2 separate regions of the Zea mays genome follow, and region 2 is linked to region 1. The links are chromatin contacts, called in public Hi-C maps. All regions are on one chromosome and are shown on one strand. Each heading gives the region's core, a stretch centred on a gene start, on an enhancer-like site or on the middle of the called end of the contact. The rest is flanking DNA. Distances are from core to core; before and after follow the strand shown. Region 1 has its middle 21 kb from the start of LOC100193783. Region 2 holds the start of LOC100502457 (Mitochondrial phosphate carrier protein 3 mitochondrial).

The links. Hi-C and Micro-C count contacts between places; a contact is called where the count stands out from the background.
Region 2: a Hi-C map of bundle sheath shows a contact between it and region 1, with 3 times the contacts expected there. The contact joins the promoter of LOC100502457 here to the enhancer-like site in region 1. A contact is called at or near these places in 2 of 25 Hi-C or Micro-C datasets (bundle sheath and ear).

The regions. Positions count from the first base shown.
Region 1 is chr1:37,480,180-37,486,149 of Zm-B73-REFERENCE-NAM-5.0, forward strand. No RefSeq gene overlaps it. Among protein-coding and RNA genes, the nearest start is that of LOC100193783, 21 kb to the right of the region's middle. Within about 2 kb of position 4,337, at least 19 of the 20 cell types and tissues checked have an H3K27ac peak or open chromatin away from gene starts, as enhancers often do. A contact at or near this core is called in bundle sheath and ear, where this site is marked.
Region 2 is chr1:37,807,150-37,813,052 of Zm-B73-REFERENCE-NAM-5.0, forward strand. LOC100502457 (Mitochondrial phosphate carrier protein 3 mitochondrial) reads left to right here and starts at 4,399. Exons shown (of 6, transcript NM_001196935.1): 1 at 4,399-5,037; 2 at 5,136-5,497; 3 at 5,587-5,630. The coding sequence starts at 4,747. It also overlaps the pseudogene LOC103634112.

The DNA of each region.
Region 1 (5,970 bases), core at 3,087-5,586:
CCCTGACATTTACTGTTGACCATAAGACGAGTTGTCGAGGACTAAGCAGTCTTTTCTCCTTTAGGTCGGTTTCATCTTTTACCATCGTCCTCGTGCTAAGCCGAAGCTTCTTCAGTCACAACTTCGGAGCTAGTTTATCCTTCCTCCAGACCGCACCTTCATACCATGCGCACCTTCACCTCAAAGCCGAAGCCTCCTGTGACAATATGTTATGCTGAAAAACATGTTAGTTAAGTTTTTTAGGACCTTCGAAAGAGGAAGGCCCCCAACAAGCTCGCTTCATCCAACGTAGTTCAACCCATGAGAGCTGAAGAGCCCCAGATTCTAGAAGGCCTACCGGTCTCTATAAAAGGAGAGAGCAAGGCTTGGGAACCCCGGAAGGAGCCATAGTCCTAGATAGAATACTAGTCTCCCCTCAAGCTATGAATAATCAAGAGCTCCTCGAGTCCTCCCAAGATTCACCACCAGAGTTGTTTGAGCCCCTCACCATGAAGAAGATTACAACACCCTCCCTTGAGGTCAAAGAAGAAGTCACAAGAACCCCACCTGCACCACTGCCCTCTAAGGTGACCTTGGAGCTACAAGAGCTAGTCCTGTTTGGAGAAGAGTATGACCCCATCGTGCCATCTCAGTCATTGCCATAAGAAGTCATCAACATCATCTCCCTCTTGACCCATCTAGAAGATGTTTCAGAATGAAGTTGTGCACCAGAAAGATAAGTCATCTAGTCTAAAGTTAGTTATGCCTAGTCCTCTGCATGCAATGTGCAGTGAAGTTTTTCTTGACTTTTGCTAGAGCCCTGCATGCATAAGATGTAATCGTGTAGCCGCGTGTTTTCAAAAACTCTAAGTGTGTGGCCCCGTAGGGCATTTCAAAATAGATTGTGATTGATGTTTGCTCCCCTTTTATGTGCACATGTGATGCTTTATCGTTAATGCCCGTAAGTCGTGTTTAGCGTGGTTCTTAGTTCAAGAGCCAAGCAGTGCTCATTACGCTTAGCCCTCGAATCCGAGTAGTCCCCATTTTGAGAAATCTCTATTCCTCTCCCATTCAAAACATTTGATTTGTTTGTGATTGTCATTGCGAGCTTGTGTGTTTTCTTTTTCAAAAAAAAGTTTTCTCTAAAAACATAGATCACAAATTAGAGCTAATCCTCACCTTATGCTTCCTTCTCGTGCTAACCCTTAACAAGAAAAAAACACCTTACCCAAGAAGATAACGGGAAGCTTACCCTTGAAGCCTGGAATAAGCTACAGAAGGAACTGGTCTAGTCACTCAATCAAAAGGGACCGACCACGAGAATCAAAGCACGGCCCATGAGTCAATGTAAACATGAAAAGAGCAAAGAAAATTTTAATACCATACAAAGAGGCAAAGATTCTTGGAACCAAAGACCAAAGACATCAGGGTCATCGACCCCACCACTCACCCATGCCCCCCGCATGTGTGCCCTACCGCCATGCGCACTACCACCGCCCATGGAGGATGCTGTGACGAGTTTGTGAGAGGTCTAGGCCGTCGTCTCCCAGTCAACTTTGGGTTGTTGGACCATTGTCTCCTTATGATATAATTATTTATTTATTTTGTACAGAACTCCTATTATATAGTAAAGATGTGCATTCGTTTTAGTACCACTATTCATCATACGTGTGAGACTTGGTCTCAGCACACCTAGTGATTATTTTGCGCCCGGGTTTTGGACCCCTAAAACCCAGGTGTGACAGCACTCATCGACGTATCTGATGTGCCACCGGACAGAGCATCGAATAGAACACCCAGATAGCATGTAGACTATGCCGAGAGGTTGAGTACTCAACTAATATGTACGTATGGCCTAACAAAGTATGTGGCATACAACAACAGCTAGTTTAGAAACTAGTTGTTAGAGTGGCACCGACGTGTCTCATGTAATGGAAAAGTGAGCATCAGACATATTTGGTGCCTTCGAAAGTGTTGGTTGGGTTATAACGGCTAGCTCTTGGTACTATTTGTACCCTCTAACTTAGCTTCTTAAGGTGTCTTGCCCCTTCTAACATGTGAAGCATCTACTTGAGAGTGACGATTACCCTTTTCATACTGAGGAGATTAGAGAAGTGATAATTGTACGGTTAGCGACCACATTAGTGCATAGATAGTGACTTATGTACAACCATCACCCTCGTTAGACTGGGCATGGTCAAGTAAAAGTCTAGTGTTTGTTACTCTTAGTAATTGGCATCACCTAGACGACTTAGTCGCGATCGGGTGTGATGTGATCACCCAGAGAGTTTCTAGGTAACTTGACTCGAGACTTATACATAGCTGTGAGTGATTGACCATGTTAGAGCAACGAAGAACCAACTTCTAGAGAGCACTTGGACTTTGCACGGACCAACTAGGAGTGACATCCTTGCATGGGTACTCCAATAAGGATTAATGGAGAGTGGTGACTCTCTAAAACTTCGAAAAAATATCCAGAAGTCTTTTAACCCTTGCTCTACTATATACATTTACATTTGATCAATTTATTTTAAGTATTTAATTTCTTAGAAATTGCCATGCTAGTGTAGTGTTGAAAATTAGGGTCCAAAACTCTGTATCACACATTATGCACTTGGGTGAGACTGGTCTTACAATTAGGACTTAATTTTAGCAAGAATTTGTAGAGAATATTAATTCATCTTTCTATTGGGCATCGCGATCCTTTTAATATCCACGAGTTATTCACGAGTCTTTCTATATTCTAATTTGAGGACCGTCATCCATTTTTCAATTTAGACCTAACCCCCCCCCCTCACAATGTTGCATAAAATGCATGAGATAATGGGTTTTTTTTACAACATCGAGTAGATCCCATAACCAATAATATTTACTCTCAGTAAACGAGAACATATAGAGACAGGCTGCTGAAGAATTCTCCATGCCTATCGTGCAAGCATGTCCAAGTTGAAAATATGTCTTTCATCTTCGATTTTTCATTGTTTGTCTAGACACTTAATTCTTTTAATTCTCATTCTCCTTTTGATCCTACTAGGAGCTATAGATCATTGAACTGGTTTCATCACATAGCTCTTGATTGGTTATAGCGCTCCATGTGCTAGGCTGGCGCTGGCTTGGACCGCCAGGGATTGTCCCTCACCGCTTCTCCACGCATGAAGGACAGACAATAAAAAAGGAGTAAGTTGCATGCGCGCGTACAGGCTTATGGACAAAAACGCAGGCATCCAAACACACGCTTGCACATGGTCAAAGCATGTCGTCAGCCTAGATGCGTAGGACGCAGCAACCAATCACGTAGATAGTGTCTTTATGAGATCCGAGACCACGAGACCGAAGCATAACATAGCATAAGTATCGTGTCTTTATGAGACCTTAGGCTTGGATACTTTAGGAATGAGATGAATTAGAGTGGATTGAGATGTATCGTGGATGTTTTTGATTTATTGAGGATTTAAACACTCTCTAATCCTTCTAAACCAACTCAATCCAAGAGTACCCAAACTAGGTCTTAATGGCTTGTCTCTTTTTTTTAATCCTGTCCAATCTAATCCATATGAATTGAGAATAAGCGAACGAAACTTAAATAGGTAGACCTAGGTACCAGTCGTATCGAGCCTCATGGGTTAAACCATGTCCATCAAGGAACGGCTTCTTAACCGCGGCCCTAGTATTCTTACTGAAAAAAAGAACAGCTGACTTGTCTTCATTCGCCGTTTGTCCCGAGCACTCCCTCGTATAGCAGCAGTACATTGTAGGTCTTATATTCTCTTCATCCACTTTTAGGAGAAGTAAAGAATCACCTTCTGCAAATAATAAGCGAGGAATACTACGGCGCCCTTTTCTACAAAAGATGCTATGCATGCCAACGAACTGCATGGGAAGACGGCGATGATTGGCGCCCGACTGGTCCGGCGGCCGCAGCCGCACCATGTGTCCATGTCCATGTCCATATCCATTCTAAAGTGCGCACGATGGCAAGAAGCCAAGAACGCTGGTGTTGAAACGGAACTTGGAAGCACCCTGGAAAGCGCTGCTATAGTAGTAGTAAGCACAAGCAGATATTCGTATACGTGGCTAGGGCGAATCGCACATGAAAAGCAAGGCAAAGTGCATAGAAAGGCTAGAGGATCTCCGAGAGCGATTTCTCCTGTCATCAGTGCGTGAAACTGGCAGGAGAAGCGCCGTCGAAAGGAGGCAGAGACCCAAAGCGAAACACCCTGGAAGTGGGTTGGCTGGCTGGATTGCTGGCGGATTGGATCGGAAAACGAGACGACGCCGGGGACGAGGCCCATGTGCGGTGCGCCGGAGGCCCACGAGCCACCAGGACACACACGACGAGGTGGTCTGGTCGACGCGAAAGTACAAGTTGTACAACGCGTTGTCCAATCGACTCACGGTACGATTGCACGGTAGCTACAAGCAAAAGGGTGTGCCGTGCTACCAGCTGTACAGAAGAGAACCCTTTTTCATCATGATCCGCCGCGAGAAGAAAGTTGGAATCGAAGCGCTCCTACTCCAGAGTGGCAGAGTCAAGTCTAGATGGCAACTGCCACGACACGACAGTGCTCCATGTAAGCACAAGGTGGGGCTCGCTGGCTGCCTCGCTGGTGCCTCGACACGAGTCAAGTCTGCCTCGCTGGTGTAAGCACAAGGTGGGCTGGTGGGGCGTTGGTTCCAGCTCATTCACTGAGCAGGACGCGATCACGCGAGGTGTGGTGTGGGCGTGGACTGACGGGCGTTGTACGCGTATGGAGCGGAGCGGCTTGCTGTGTTCCGGTCCCAGTGCGGGCTTTCGTTTATCGCCGCGCCACGTAACCGACCTCACCTGGTTAAAGCCCCGTTCGGTTAGGCTGGAACAAGACCAGGAACTATTCCAGATTACCAATTGTTATATAAATTATACAGTTATTCCAGCTGAAATCCTTTCTGAAGTAGATTCCTGAATAACCGAACGGTCCCTAAAGCGTCCAGTCTGTTACAAAATAATGTACATGTGATCAAGGCACATCCAATCGTCCATTTATACAGTTATTATCCAAGGGTCAGATACCCTTTGTACACATGTATATAAAGGAGATCTCTGCAATAAACAAGATAACTCCCTGTCATTTTTCATTCTTTGTCTGCCTCTCTACTCTTTTACCACTGAGCACTGCAATAGATCACAACACGTTATCAGCACTGTCTCCAGGAAGAAATCAGAGAAGGAGAAGAAGAAGAACACTTGTTGTTCTTGACAAGAACAGCAACTTCGATCTGCAAATCAACAGCAAGGTATGGAGCATACCATTTCCATGCGCATACGCCGTATGCGCGAAGTTCTGTACATTGTTGATGATGCGATGTTGGAAGCGTTCGCCGCTAGACAAGCCGCAGCGCTTCCACCGGTGCACGAGATCCCTGAGCGTCGTGTGCAAGTGCAAAACGTGCACTTCTGCGTGCTGCACGGATGGACAGCGGTCGTCCCGCTGCCGGTGGTGGAGTGCGGCCTCCCCACTGTGTCCCCGTCACCACCGGCGCCGGTGGGAGACGCGGGTTCGTCTGCAATCGCCCCCATGGACGTCGATTTGGCGGCACCACCGCCACCTCCACCCACTGCAGCGACAAATGACCATCGTTCTTCATCTCCACCGATGCCCGTGGTTGTCGGAACCATTGCTGCCCGTCGTGGGCAGCCCCCGCGCGTCGTCGATGCTCCACGTGGACGTCTCATCTTCACTGGCCACCGCCCAAATGGGGTGGCCCCATCTTCCTCCTCCAATGGGAGGGCCTAATGGCCCTCCGTTCGGCCAGTGGCGGTTGCTGCCACGACGGCCGGTTGGGGGAGGGGGTGGGGGAGCGCCGCAGACGACCTCTGTGCAGGCGCGGCAGCGCGACCCGGCCACGGGCGTGGCACAGGCGCGCAGGCCCTGGCGGCTTCGGTCAGGCGCATGGCGCGGAGGCGGTGGGCCCCCTGGTGGCGGCTCGGCATGGTATGACGAGCGGCCACGG
Region 2 (5,903 bases), core at 3,149-5,648, 330 kb after region 1:
CCTTCTTCCTTATGACTTGTGTCCATTCTTTCGTTGGGGAAGTAGACAGCGGAGTCTTCCGGGTCAGCGAGCTTCTAGCTCCAGCCTCCCCGGAGGCGATCTTGTTCCGAAGAGCCGGAGGTAGTGCTTTTCCAGCATCCTCGGAGTTTGTTGGAGGAGACTTCCGTTCCGGTAGATCCGCGAGGCGGTGTAGAATTCCTTCTTCGTCCGCCACGGATGAGATTGTTCCGAAGCAGAATGTGGATCCGGGGCGCATGGTAATCTTGCTGTGGAAGGTGACGGCCATTGAGCTAGCTTGGATCGTCGACACACCCCCTACCTGGCGCGCCAGCTGTCGGTGTTTTGGGTCCGACCGCACACCCGGGGTTGCCCCTCTAGGTGCTTTTAGGAGTAGGACGGTATCGACGACTGTAGCAAAATGGTTCGTGCCGATCGCACGAGGGACAATGGACAAGGTTTGCAGGTTTGGGCCGCTTAGAAGTGCGTAACACCCTACGTCCTGATGAGTATATGAGCGTGGTTACAAGAGGATTCTCTGGGTAGAAGGCACAGAGAATGTTTGTGGGTGGCTAAGTAGAATAGGGTCGATCGTTCTGAAGGGGTGCCCCCTAGGCCTTATATACTCGACCGTGGAGCATTACATGTGATACGATAACAACAAGTAGCTGAAAGATAGTAAACCTCTTGAGTTTATCCCTACGTAACCTCCGCCGACTTATCCTCGCATGGCTCCGTTGCATGGGGGCTTCAGCGCGGGAAAGTCGGGTCTCTGTTTGTGATTCATTCGTTTGACGTTGTGGGCCGCCTGTGTTTGCACTAATCAGTCCCACGTCTTCTTTATTGGTTGTCTTTCCCTAGGCCCACGAAAGAATGACCTTACGAATTATTTGGGCCCCTGGGCTTTTCGTGAGGCCTTTTACTTCTTTAGTGGACCCAGGGGATATCTATCCCCCACAGAAACATTCTATTTTTTGGTACTATTATTAATACCTAGTGTCCTTGGGGTGCTGCCTTTTTAGACTTGTGTTCCAGTGCTTGGTGCCACAGAATGCTGAAGCTTCTTCTATCCAATGGCTTCAGCACATGGAAGCATGCACCCAGGTGGCCAGGTTCATATATTTAGAAAGCGCAACTTCATCGTCATAAGAACATATTGCTGTAAAGAAGAACAACCATGGAACGTTGAGTTTGGGACATGTGAGAAATTCTTAAAATAATAGAGCACTAAATATAAACTCTTACCGATAAGAGGGACTCTAAGTTCATTCAGTATGTGATTTAACAAATCATAGTTTGTCGAAGTCTCTGGTACCATATTGTTAAGACTAACTTCCACCAACACGAAATCAAGGTTCTGTCCATAGATACAGATCACAGTCTCTTCTTCTCTGCACAAAGAACAAATGTTTAATTCAATAGTCCAATCTCTATGATGCACAAATCCAGAAAGCTACATATTGGGGCTACTTGAGTAACATATCATACCTTATATGCATTTGAACCATGGCTTCCTGAATTTTGCCCTGATCTCCAAAATTCAACACCTGGAATACTGATCATAGTAAGGACCACTCATTATGTCTATCTCAATTCTCAAAACTTCAAACCTTTTTAGAGCACAACATACTGCTCAAACTGCTATAATTTATAATGGTCCAGCTAGGCAACGAAAGGTGATTTCTAGATATCAGACACACAATCAGGAACCATATAAACATAAATTGACAAAAAAACAAAGATGGCACCAGATGACTCTGAATAGAAAAGGATACATATGAAATACCAAACGTGTCAACAAATCAAATAGCATTTCAAGATTCTAATATAGAAGGATATTACTAACTCGAAATACTCTTAACCCAAGTTGATAAATATAGCAAATAAGATTATCAAGAAACTCATCAATAACATTTTTATAGATTTTGCGCCAATGAAGTGGTAGCATAACAAAATACCCAAAACTCTACCTGCAAGGCTGACCAAACATGATATGGAGAAGGAGTTGGATGATCCTGTAGCTAGAAATAATTGAGGACACTAAACAGTAAATAGATCAGACAAAATTCCCATTAGAATAAAGTATGTTACCATTCTTTGTAAGTTTTAAAAATAGCAAAATTCACAAGAATGGGTAGGCAGGATTCACCATACGTGTCATACTGACAGACTAAGATCACACGTAAGTCTGAAGGGAGGCGGGTTCAATTAAGATCACACACAAGTTCTAACTATATACAATTAGTTGGCTTCGAAATTTCAACAGAAATCATGTTTAACTGATGGGCTAAGCGGTCATTGCTACTTAAGTGTACTTTTAGAATTGAATACCTTAGAAGGGGATGCTATATTTCTAGTCTTCCGGTAGCAATAGCTTCATCATGGGTCACCAGCCCATGACAAAATCAAGAGCTTCTGTGAACCATCACCTAACTTCATAAACGATGACATTTTTTCCTGAACAAACTCAAGGGCCTCTGTGCTGTCAGTCAAAACAGTCAGGTTAACCAAAAAAATGTAAAGTTTTCGCTCCAAACTAAAGTTCAGAAACTCATTTTGTCTACAACGAACAAGCTCACCTAGCAGACCAAACTGCATAACCATATCGGTCTGCAGCAAGTTAGGCGCCATCTCTTCTGTTAGCTCTATCTCTATGGACTTAAGGGTATTCTGTTCCAGCACAAAATTAAGACCTGACGAAAGAAAATCAAGGCTATTTAGATACATGCAATGCTAACATTAATGAATGGAAATATAAATACCTAGTTCCCCATGAACCACATCGGCTACCTGCGCATCGGCGAGGCTCAACCGTGGGATCCACCTCGGCCTTCCCGGACTTAACGAGGGCGATTCGAGGAACAATACATCCAGCGCGTAGGCGAAGGAGACGTCCAGGAGCATTTGGATCGCGCGGCGGCGAAGGCACATAACGACGGCCCGCGACGGCCTCCGCACTGAGCCGAGCGCAACGGGGCCTGCGACGAGTGCCCTAACCTTAGTAGGAGGAGGTGGTGGTGGGTCGGTGGACAGAGCAGTGCAGAAGGCCAGGCACGCGAGGGGTGGTTCTGGGGTTGGCGCGGATGGAGCGAAGCAGCGGCGAAGGTGGCCGAGCGGAGACAGGAGGAAAAGAAAGTGCTCGGTCCATACGCCCATACGGGCGACATGGCGAGATGGAGTGCGCGGCGGAGGAAGACGATGGTCGAAGGCCTGGGCTAGTGGAGCCGGCCGCGACGCCGGGGATGTAGGTCGCGGCGAGATCTGGAGGAGGCAGGTGTGCGGCAGTGGGCATGACGTGGGAGTGAGAAGAGGCGGCAGTGAGCCGGCGGCGTAGGAGAGAGAGGAGCACGAAACGTCCATAGGTCGATTGAAGATAAAATTTCGGGTCCGGTATAGGTGTCGCACGCGCACAGGTTGGCACTGGCGGAAACGCGGAGGAGGCCTCGATTACTAGCGTCTTTTAAGACTTTAGATGTCTTGATGAGGAGCGCAATCCCATCCATTTTGGTTGAGGCCCCAATCACAGACACTATAATAACTACGGGTAGGATTGACATGGAAGCCAACAATTTCTGCTCCCAAAACTCTAGTCACCACACACCCACACCTGACACCGGTAGATTCTAACTCCTCTACCTCAATATTAAAATAAAGTCATTTTGAAGGGGTAGCTAGAGATAGGCAAAGTATGTCGTTTTAGATGTAAGTACTCCATTTTGGACGGCTTTACCCTCCAACTCTTTGTGCCGAACCCAACATATCGCAAAAAAAAAATTGCTGAGCAATGAGGAAACCAATCCTAGGACCTCATGTCCCTGCTGCCTTTAACCGTCTGCAATAACAATTCAAGTTGCATCATTTTTGTATCCACAGTATAGCTACAGTGCTGTTTAATATGGACAAGCTTGATAAATGTAACCTAATTAATCACGCATAATTATATCCTAAACGACTTCTATTCCATATGGAGGGAGTACATCACTGCATAGCTGCATATGCGTCGCTTTGATTAGCCATTTATGCTACCTGGGATTTCAGCTGCCAGCATCAGTATCCGTAGTCAAAAATTCAAAATCAACAAATCAACAGAATTATCGGCCCAAATGGAAAACAAGAATGGAAGCCGTACTGCAAGATTCAAAGCACGTGAAACATCACATGATCCAGATTTCGAAGTTTCAAACCATGTGGTTCCCATGCACTCGAACCACGTGTGACGCGCCGGAAGGTCTGGCATATGACTGCGAGGCATGCTTCGTTTGTCCACAAAATTCAGTGTGTTTCCTCCTGGTTTTCGCCATGCGTCGCATCTTTTTCTCCGGCGCGGACCGCGGAGAAAAAAAAAATAGCCCGGCTATGCCAAAATCACCCCCGGCACGCTCTTCTCTACGCGCCCCTACCGTCCCGGCGGCGGCCAGCGCTGGGCTCTTTTGCCGTGCCCCGCGGCACTGCCCCCACGCCATCCGCACACACCCACTGGAAAAACAGCAGCCGCGCGTTACGGCGTTAGCGGCCAAGCCACTTTACGCCAGTGGCCGCCGGCAAGCGCGGTCAGGTCGGGACTCGACGGAGAGAGCTCTCAGCTTCTCCCGACCTAAGTAAGCTAGGTGGACAACGCCTGCAGGCTGCGGCACCAACGCGGCCTTCGCCGCGACCCCCTCCCCATCTCCCTCCTCCCTACCATGCGCGAGGGCGAGGCCCACGCCCACGCCCTCCCGTCGAAAACCCAGCTACTCCCGTGCCTCAAAGATGACGAGCCGCGACAAGGTGGGGTGCTCCTCGATCCCGCTGCCCCTCGACCGTGTCCTTGCCGCGCTGGTCGCCAGCACCCAGCAACTCGGGAGGGGGTGGGAGGCGGCCTTCCGCGTCCGATGCGGGAAGGCAGCTGGAGCGGCGGTCGGGGAGGCGGAGGGGAAAGGAGAGGTTATAGAGATGCACACGCCGCTGTTCTACGCTACCTGCGCCCTCGGCGGCGTTCTCAGCACCGGCCTCACTCACCTCGCTGTAACGCCGCTCGACCTCGTCAAGTGCAACATGCAGGTCCGTCACTGTCAGCGATAGGTTCCTTCGCTTGTTCTCCTTGTCCATGTCTCAATGACTAACACAGCTGCTGCCTGCTTCAATGTCCCTTCACTCAGGTGGATCCTAGCAAGTACAGGGACATTACATCTGCCTTTGGTGTCATGCTCCATGAGCAAGGACCCCGTGGCTTGTTCAGGGGATGGATGGCCACACTGGTTGGGTACAGCTGCCAGGGGGCCTGCAAGTTTGGGTTCTACGAGTTCTTCAAGAAGTGCTACTCTGACATTTCTGGTCCCGAGAACGTTGAAAGGTTGAGGACTTTGATCTACCTTGCAGCTTCCGCGTCCGCTGAGGTGATTGCGGATGTAGCTCTCTGCCCCATGGAGGCTGTCAAAATTCGGGTCCAGACACAACCGGGATTTGCTCGCTGCCTGGTCGATGGGCTTCCGAAGATTGTCCAATCTGAAGGTGCCTTTGGGTACAGATACTGCATGTCTTGTATGATCTGTGTTATTGTTCAAGGTTTTTGGGGAGCAACAATCTTTTAACACTGGGTGCAAATTTCAGGCTTTACAAAGGTCTACTTCCTCTTTGGGGCCGCCAAGTTCCCTGTAAGTCAAAAATGGATTGCTAGTTTATACAGTTACTTGTTAAGGGCTTATCGGTGCTTAGCTAATAGTTCAGCTATTAGCTACTTTTAGCAAATTAGCTAATAGTTAACTAGCTACTCACTACATCTCAAATTAGTATTCACTTTAGGGTCTGTTTGGAATCATCCAGTTTTTAATAAATTGATTTATGAAAACTGAGGTGGTTCCAAACATACTAGTTTATGTCCCGGTTTATAGAAACTGAGTTTTCAATTTCTTAAAACCAAGAAGCTA